2 separate regions of the Anser cygnoides genome follow, and region 1 is linked to region 2. The links are chromatin contacts, called in public Hi-C maps. All regions are on one chromosome and are shown on one strand. The core of a region is the stretch at or near the end of the contact, and the rest is flanking DNA. Distances in the headings are between cores, read along the strand shown. Region 1 overlaps HAO2 (hydroxyacid oxidase 2). Region 2 overlaps WARS2 (tryptophanyl tRNA synthetase 2, mitochondrial).

Evidence for each region. Hi-C and Micro-C count contacts between places; a contact is called where the count stands out from the background.
Region 1: a contact with region 2 is called in a Hi-C map of liver, with 4 times the contacts expected there. The contact joins two enhancer-like sites. A contact is called at or near these places in 2 of 7 Hi-C or Micro-C datasets (both in liver).

What each region holds. Positions count from the first base shown.
Region 1 is chr1:101,358,178-101,362,498 of Taihu_goose_T2T_genome, reverse strand. HAO2 (hydroxyacid oxidase 2) reads right to left here. Exons shown (of 14, transcript XM_067004249.1): 5 at 3,321-3,523; 6 at 2,982-3,080; 7 at 179-332. The coding sequence starts at 309. Among named protein-coding and RNA genes, the nearest start is that of HSD3B1, 20 kb to the left of the region's middle. Within about 2 kb of position 2,253, at least 2 of the 3 cell types and tissues checked have open chromatin away from gene starts, as enhancers often do. A contact at or near this core is called in liver, where this site is marked.
Region 2 is chr1:101,262,703-101,267,294 of Taihu_goose_T2T_genome, reverse strand. It overlaps WARS2 (tryptophanyl tRNA synthetase 2, mitochondrial), which reads left to right. Exons shown (of 6, transcript XM_067004236.1): 2 at 75-145. Among named protein-coding and RNA genes, the nearest start is that of WARS2, 4.6 kb to the left of the region's middle. Within about 2 kb of position 3,079, at least 2 of the 3 cell types and tissues checked have open chromatin away from gene starts, as enhancers often do. A contact at or near this core is called in liver, where this site is marked.

The DNA.
Region 1 (4,321 bases), core at 1,004-3,503, 96 kb before region 2:
CCATGCAATCTCAGCCATATTCAGGCTAACACCAGAGCATACAGCATATGCCATTTAGAGAAGTATATTTTGCTAGAGACCACCTTGAACAGGCAAGGTGTTAGGAGCCCAGATACTTGCACACAAATATAGTTTAAAAGTTTCCAGCACAACACCCCCAACTTCTTCCTTACATTACCTTTTATAGGCCAGGATGTTTTCATCTCGGGTGCTACACTCATCTGCTCCAGCTGCAAAGAAATCCCAAGCAATCCTGGGTAAATACTTTTTAGCATAAGCTTCAAAGTCTGACAAACACACCATAGCCATTGCAGAGAGATGCTCTGGGAACCCTGAAGAAAAGAATAACATTGAGTGGATATTAGATCCCTGAACTGTCACTCTCTTCCAGGGACTCTAAGGGCATTTAATGCAAACCTTGGACCCCTCTGCCTTGCAGAAGAGTTGCTGAGATGTTGTCTCAGTCCAGGTGGCCCACCCTGTTCTTGAGACTATTTTCTGAGAGTGTCCCAGTCAGTTTCCATCTCCAAAGTGCAGTCAGCACAGCACACAACACCATGGTAAATAGCTTACAGCTGCTAGATACCTGAACAGCATTATATATCCAGGGGTGACTGTAAGCAATATTCAAAGCATGGTTATATGCTGTGCCATGCACAGTGGGCTTTTGTGTGGTGCCACAAGCTTCTCCTTGCCACTTGACGTGCTGTGCCAGACACATCCCTGGGAGGGTAGAACTTGCTGGTCTGCAATATGTTTGGCTGACTCCTACATACCCAGTGACCTCAGTATTTAGAAAACACTCCTGTGGAGAATAAAGAGCATGACAGAGGCAGCTCTCATATCAGGGTAATCTTGAGGTAATACTGCTTCACTTGACACTGGTCCCTGAACACATTTAATTTATCTACGTAGCTTCCTAAATGTCCTGTACTTGTGTCCCAAAATATTGACAAGGCTGCCTCTCATATAAATTTAGAGTCTGAAGGGCAGTGTGATGAGCTTGCTCTGATTCCTTTTGAAATATAAGTCCAAAATGACATAAATCCCTGCTTAGCTGTCACAGAATCATGGCAGAGTTAGCAAAAATAAGGGACTTTTGGAGGTTATCTAATCCAACCTCAGACTTAAAAGAACTTGTAAAAACACATCCAAGTCATCAGGATTCAACTGCTTGCTGAACTTGGTCTGTAATATATTCTGTCTCCCATACAAATGAATTACACGATTGATACTTATTTGGGTATTTCCTAAAATTTCAAGTCTTGATCTTGCAAGTGTGATGACCTCAAGAAGCTCCACCAGAATTAGAGGAGCTAAAGGGAGACTCTGGTCTTTTGCCTCTTGAGATTCCTCTTGAATCAGAACTTCTTTCCAACATCAGTTACTCCTTAATCAGGCTATGACTACCCAATGTGAATAAATATTTCATCTGACCTCAGGCAAATTTTGCCATTCATCTTCTGCCTTAGTATAATGAAAACTGGCAGATGCAGCCAAAAAAAGTAGGAAGAAGCTTGCATCTCTTTATCTCTCTTTATTCTGTCTTAATGAACAAAAGCCTGAAGAGGATACTTTAGGTCCTCTGCTATTTTAAGACACAGCAGTCATTTAATTCCATCACAAATTCCATCTTAAAACTATTTGAATTATTTATTCCACCAATTCTCCTCAAAGGCTGTCCCATAAAATCATTCACTGGAGAGTCCCTTAGGACAGTTCCCTGACAGAACAATTACTTATGGACTGACTTGTCTGAATTCAAGACCATAAAATTCAGAAGCAAGTAAAGAGTCTTCATCTAACATACTCTGGCATGAACATGTCATAAAACTATGTCCAAATTCCTAGTGCAAGCCATTGTCAAGGCCAGAGTTGGGGAAAAACACAAAATATTTTCTACACATCTTCAGTTCTCTATTGTAACAAATATCTTCTGGGTGTTTGCATTGCATACTACAGCACTGATACACACTAAAAAAGGACCACAGAAAATTTAGACAAACTATGTCCAAATAGTTTGGACAGAAAACACTGACAAAAAGCAAATTCCATAACATGAAACATGATTCTAAGAACTACCCTCAATCTTTCAGGGAATAGAAGTGACATTGTGTGACCCAGATGTCTAATCAAACCAACATAAATGCTGACTATCAAATGCCTGCACTTACATACTTGTGATCCAGCCAGGTCTAAAAACTATGCAAATTAATGTTTTAGCAAACTGTGCCCATTTGCGAGGAAACATACAAAACACAGACAAAATCAATTTGCTAAATTGTTTGTTGCAATTACTTCTGTGGGTCTGATTAAAATAGGTATTTTTCAAGGTATATGAAAGCATAAAGTTTTAAAACAGCTGTGGTTTTGGTCTAATTTCTCTACAAATGTACAGGAAGAAGTAAATACCCTAGTTTTCAGGATTAGCCTCCCACAGCAGATTAACAGGGGTTTCAAGCTTCAACAAAACCAGTCCCACGTTTCTGATGTTGTACGCCTCTGACACAGATAAACACATAGGTTATGTACACAAATCCAACCTGTCAAATTGCAGACATGGATATGTCTCTCTAACTGAGATGCCTGTGTATACACTGGAAAATTAGGACTCCATTCCCCACTAGCAAAGAGCTAAGGATGAGAGAATCATTTGAAGACAAAGAGGAAGTGTGACTTACTTCTTCAGTGTTGTTTTGTCTACCCTGGCAGGCATTAGGTAGCAGGTGGTAAAAATATCCCAAGCCTTCTCTGTATGTCTTCATGACATCAACCACAGCTGACAGCACAAGTTTTCATATACCATATATCATGACCATGAAACACATACCGTGACTTTTGCTTTCCTACTGCTAGGGAGGCCAAAGTCAGGAAGCGCAAAAAGATAAACTAAGTCCTTTAATGGTAGAATAAATCGGAATTTTAATTAATCCAGGCCCAGTCCTCATTATCTCACAGTTCAGAGCTCAGTTCAGACTTACGTTGGATTCTAGGGAGAGCAGGAGCAGGTAAGATCCTCTGTTTCAAGACAGCTTACAAGCAGGATGCAGAGAAGGTCTTTTCACTGAGTACTATTTTTTCTGCAGTCAATAAGCAACCACAAGAGATTAAAGATCAATCCTGCAATAAACTTTGTACTGTTTGTGTAACACTAACTTTGTTTGGCTATTAGATCATTAGAAGGTCCTTCCAAAAAATGCTTCACCTTGTCAACCAAGCAATTGCTTGGGACACAACATTGGAGCAGTGGCTGAAGGCTGCACATTCCCCCCCAGGGAAGCAACAGTTTTTCTGGGGTTTGATTGAAACCCTAAACTGACCTGTTAGAAGGGATGAGAGAGGTTCAGTCATGGGCTGGCAGTGTCCCCTGTCCCGTGCTCTGCTGATGCTACAAGCAGTAGGAATGGAGGCGAAAGGACATTTCCCATGAGGAAAATTCAGTCTGTTGAAAACATGGTAGCTCTACCAGGAAGGCTGCATGTTATCACACCTTTGTGCAGGTCTCTGAGGGAAACTAATGGGTCTACAAAAAAAAAAAAAAAAAAAGGCTTTTTAGGTTTGTTGTGTGTTTCCACTCCACGGACAACCAAACTGTCTCCTTCAAGCCTATTGGTAACTTACTGCTGCTGTATGTGCTACAAGTCCCACCAAAAAGATGATCCACAGACAGTGGGAGTTGTTCCAGCCCACAGCTACAGAGCCTTGAATCTTTACCACCATGTGTGAAGGAGACATTTTTTACTTCCTACAGTATATGAACAAGTAAAGTAGCCTTTGTCTTTTGCCATTTTTAAAGGGTTATGAGTGCTTTTGTGGTCCACCTGCTCTCCCCCAGGCCTTGCAGATTTCCTCCTTTGGCTCCCCACCCAGCTATCTCCCAGAAGCACTCTCTGTCCTCTCCCTTTCCTGTGCCTGGGAACTGGTGAGAATTCTCTGTGCTTCCCTCTATTTCCCCTGCTGAGCATTACAAACTGGCTCCGAGGTGCCAACAGATTTATGATATTGATTTAAATTTGCAAGATACGAAAAGTAAATATTGGACAGTTTTATTTGCCCTTTGTTGTTTTTTAGCATTTAGGCTTCGTGTTTTCAATTCTTCCAAGCAAGCATGAGAGCTTGAAACTTATATTTTTACTAACTGAAAATTGAGATATTTTTCCCTATAAACATGTGATACCAGGTGCAGAAGGTGAGGCAGAAACTTGTGAAAACATTCCTGGAGTTTTACCAGCCGTCTTGTCCTCCCAGCCCAAGCAACACAGCTGAGGCAGCAAGTGAGACAAAGGACTTGGGAGAACTAGAAACTGAACAGCACTGCAGC
Region 2 (4,592 bases), core at 1,830-4,329:
CTAAAATATTTGATATTTTAAGCATTTGATAATGTAGTCATAGTTATTAGAAGATGCAATTTCTGTGATTTCAGCTGTGTTTCACTGGAGTGCACAGTTCATCATTAGGCTGGATTTATCCTGCTGTGGAAAAGTTCCTGGTTTTGTAAGTATTTTTACTACACAACTGGAATATGTAAACACAATATACATGGTTAAGAAAAAAATATTTTGTTGGAGAGATTAATTATATTGTGAGTATCCTGACTTTTAAGACCTTACTTTCATACTCCTTGACTTACTGTTCATCAGTGGCCTGTAAGACAGGGTTATGGGAAATCATTTCATCAAGTTTTTTTCTTTGATAAGACAGTCTTAAAGATGGCAACTAGGAGGTACGTCAGGGAATTAATAATAATATTCTCAGAAGTCCAACTATAGCCTAAACTATCAGTAGGAAAATATAATCTAAGGTAAGTCAGTTGGTGTCGGTGTCTGACTTGATAAAATATGAATTAGCAGAGTTTTAGTCCTGTCAGCAAAGGACATTCTTAACCACAATAGGACATTCTTAACCACAACAGCTACTGATGAAAAAATCTCAGTATGTGAGTGAGGTGAACTTACGAACTGTATGTAGTTAGGTGATTGGGGAAGAAAATCTTACCTGTCAGCAGTACTACCAATGTCTGTGAGTAACTGCCAAGCATTTTTGTACTGGTGTGAACTTAAGCTCTTGGACAGGATATTTCTTTCCTCCTTTACACCTCAAAATGGACTTATGATTTGGTCAAAGAAAAACCTAGACAGTATTGTATGTATCCCCTTCAGACTCTGCTTTGTTCAGATCTACATCACTATTGCTACATAGCATGTTTCAGACACATACTTTATGTTGTCTCAGTGAAGTAGAAGAAATATGAGGTCTTGCTTTTGATTATAGGTTCTCATGCACCGCTAGCTGGTTTTCCAGGCACCCAGATGGAATCCATACAATGGTTTGGGTTGGAAGGGACCTTTAAGATTGCCTAATTATAACTCCCCTGCCATAGGCAGGGACACTTCCCGCTAGACCATGTTGCTCAAAGTCCCATCCAGCCTGGCCTTGAATACTTTCAGGGAGGGGGTATCCACAGATCCTCTGGGCAACCTGTTCCAGTGCCTCACCACCCTCACATTAAAGAATTTCATCCTTTTGCCTAAAAGCCTACTTTTACGTGTTATTGGCCTTCCTGAAGATATCAGGAGCCTTTAGCACCATTTTTTTGTTCTAATAGCCAGGCAGTTATCACTGTTATTATAAGAATACTGTAATACCTCTATGGTTTTTCTTTCTGAGAGCATCTTTTAAAGAAAATACGAACTTTCCATTTTGCTTCTTTTTCTCCTACCCTGATCTTCCCTCTTCTATGCGTAAGCCTTCCCTGGCCTTCACATATGATCTGTTACAGAGGTGGTATTGTCTCTGCTAAAGCTGTGTGCTTTGATAGCCTACAACCTCCATCTCGTACCAACTTTAGCAGCATTCTTCTTCACTGGAAAGTGGATTTTCTTTTAGCTCTCAGTGATACAGAACTGCTTCTTCTAGCCACAAGGGATGTCTTATTTTAATACAAAATACTTTCATCTTTGGTATTAGAATTCAGCCCTTTTTTATTTTTTTGCTTGCACTCAAATTTGGATTAGCTATAACGAAACTCAGGACAGTGAGTCTGTCAGGCACTGTTCAGGTCATACAGAGAAAAGATTGATTTGAGTCCAGCAATCCCAAGGATACTGCTTCTGCCTCTTTTAGAGTGCTGCACAGAAAACATCCCTGGTGAATGTTTAGTCAGGACCATTGCAAAAACAAGATCTTCAAATCCAAGCAATCTTAGCCAACATGTTGGTAAACTTAGCAGCTCAGTTAGGAGTGTGCCTGTACCTTTACGTGAGTTAACAGCCAGAAAAATGCCACAGGATAAATCCGTTTCCTTAGCTTGCTTTTTGGTCACAGTTTGTGACCAAAGATGGTGCTAAAATCAAGGTGCACTTACTGTTTCTTCCTCTGCTGTGGCAGCTTCCTGAGGCCAAGGTTAGACTCCTCAGTCTGGCATGCTTTGCTCCTAAGAAGTCTGTGTTTGCTATTGTTTTTTTCCCCTCTAGTTATGTTCCAGGGAATTACAAAAAATGGGGTTTGTTCACTGAGAATTTATGCTAAGCAGACTACCTTCCAGGCTGCTTCTTTTCTCATCTCTTGTATTTTTGGAGACAGGAATGGCATTTGTCCTTCTCTGGTCTCTTGATACTTTGTTAGGCCTCTGTGAATGCCAGCATTCTTAGTACTTTAGAAGATCTTCAAACTAGTTGGTGTTGATGAAATATGATTCATTTTTTGATGAAGTATTGTTCTTTCTGTATTCAGGCCACCTGATCACTCCATTGTTAGTGTGCTGGTTATGTTACTGATTGGTCATGTTTCATATTTTTTTAATGAAGATTGCTGTGAAAAAGGCATTAAAGATAAAAATTGAAGGGTTATTTTAGAGAGAACCGCTAAAATGTCTTTTCCCAAATTGCAGATTTAATCTTGAATATTTTTAGCTATAGTTTCTGTATGAGTTAGGGAGAAAGGCAGTAACTGAAAGCACGAGGCCCCAGTCCTTACGGATATCGAAGACTGAAGTTAAAACTGTAGTGGAAGCTAGAGCTCGATGTTTAGTATCATTCAGCTTTGTTTTAAACGAAATGCAAACTCTTTAAAGGAGACCATGTTCCCAACTTGAATTTGTTGCTGTTACATAGGGATCACTTTGTTAATCATTAATGAAATTAGTCCCCAGATACACATAACAAGCTGTGGTTGTACACAGGTTACTGCAGCAGGTCAACTTCAGAACGACCATCCAGGCACTCGTGTACTGAGATTGATGGATGAGCAGAGAGTTTAAGTGCCTGCCTTGGATTTATGATTGTGGCAGTCCCTGGTGTAGCATGTCTTTCTTCTAGAGTGCATGAAGGTTGGAGGCAGCGAAGTGCTTTTAACTGAGAAAAAAGCTGGAAATACAAATGTCTATTTGATAGCAAAAACCTGTGCCATGGCCTGGTGTCCAGTATGAGGTTGTTCAATATGTTGTAATCTACAGGACCTTTAGAAGAGATCTAAGAGACATGAGAAGTACCTTGCAAATAGGAGTGGATTCTATGTGGATTCCAGCACAGAAATTGATACTGAATTTATTTATTTTAATTTCTCATTTTCTTAAATGTTAACTTTTTGACTATTGCTGATGGGCGCAGATGCTCATGGTTTGGTTACCCAACTGCCCTTGAAATCAATTGGGTTTAGCAGTGTGTTTCAGCCTCTGGATTAAACCTTTAGCATATTTTATCCAGGTTGGAAATTAATGAATTCTTTCCTAATCAGTCATTTGTTTTATTTTTAATCGCTAAGTAATTTGCATTTAGGAAAACTACCGTATCTTTTAGATAGTATTGAAGGTGTTCTGTATGCCAGAATGAAACCATTATCTTGTGTACCATTTTCAAAGGTGAAAGGAAATTAGTATGCAGTGAGAATATATATTTCTCGAGTCTTCATTGAGTTTGGGAGAACTCAAATTTCTACACAGAGTTATTAGAATTTCCAGTTGGAGAGAGACTTCCCTAATCTGCCTTGCTTAATGCTTCGTCTGTAGCGAATTTTGGCCACTGTTGTAGCTACAGAAGAGAGAGCCCCCCATTGTAGACAGAAATGAAGCATCTTTGAGGCGTGAACTGGCCCTATTCATTTCCATAATGGAATTCTAACAATAAAGTCTGGCAAATGTAGACTGTTTTAGCAGGAAACAGCCCTTTATTCTGGCATCTTGGCAGGGCTTGGGTAGAGTCCCACCATTCTTTCCCCCTCTGGCCCTTGCTTTGAGTCTCTTGGCTGAGCCTGTTTTTTCTCTTGAGAGACTTCTGTTTTTATTAACTTGTTTTTGTAGAGTGAGTTTAATGAAAGATGCTACACTGGCAATCCTGGATGTTGAATTTCTGTGTATGTTTCTCTGGTGCATATATTGGACAAACATCATGAATTGTGCAGTCTGTAGTGGATCACCTCTGTCTCTAGACTGCAGAGGGGGGTCTTGTTTTAATGCTGTTTCTTTAGCAGATAGAATTTCCATTTACTAGTACGGCAAGTGCTATTCTAGACCTTCAACAATTACTTTTTCCATGACACAAGTTGTGGTTTATCCTGGGACTCTAGGGTTAGATGAACAAGCATTTTATGGAGTTGACTCAAATTACAGTAGAATCAGAAGCTGAAGTGAAGAAAACCCCTAAACTTTAAGTCAGTTATGTCACCTTAGATCATTTATTTTTTGAGCTCTGCTGAGTTTGTAAGTAGTGATTTGAAATTGTTTTCCTTCTGGTTATTTGAGCCGTTAACTGTTAGTAACTGCAACAATACCATTCTTGGAGTCCCTTGCTCAGACAATTCATGTAGGAAATTTTATCATTTTGTGTTGTATCAAGCAAATCTATTTCATCTACTGGACTGTAGAGTATTGTCTACCTTGAGAGTATATTGAACTTCTTACTACAAGGGGAAGAAAGAAGGGGAACCATATATATGGTTGCTACCA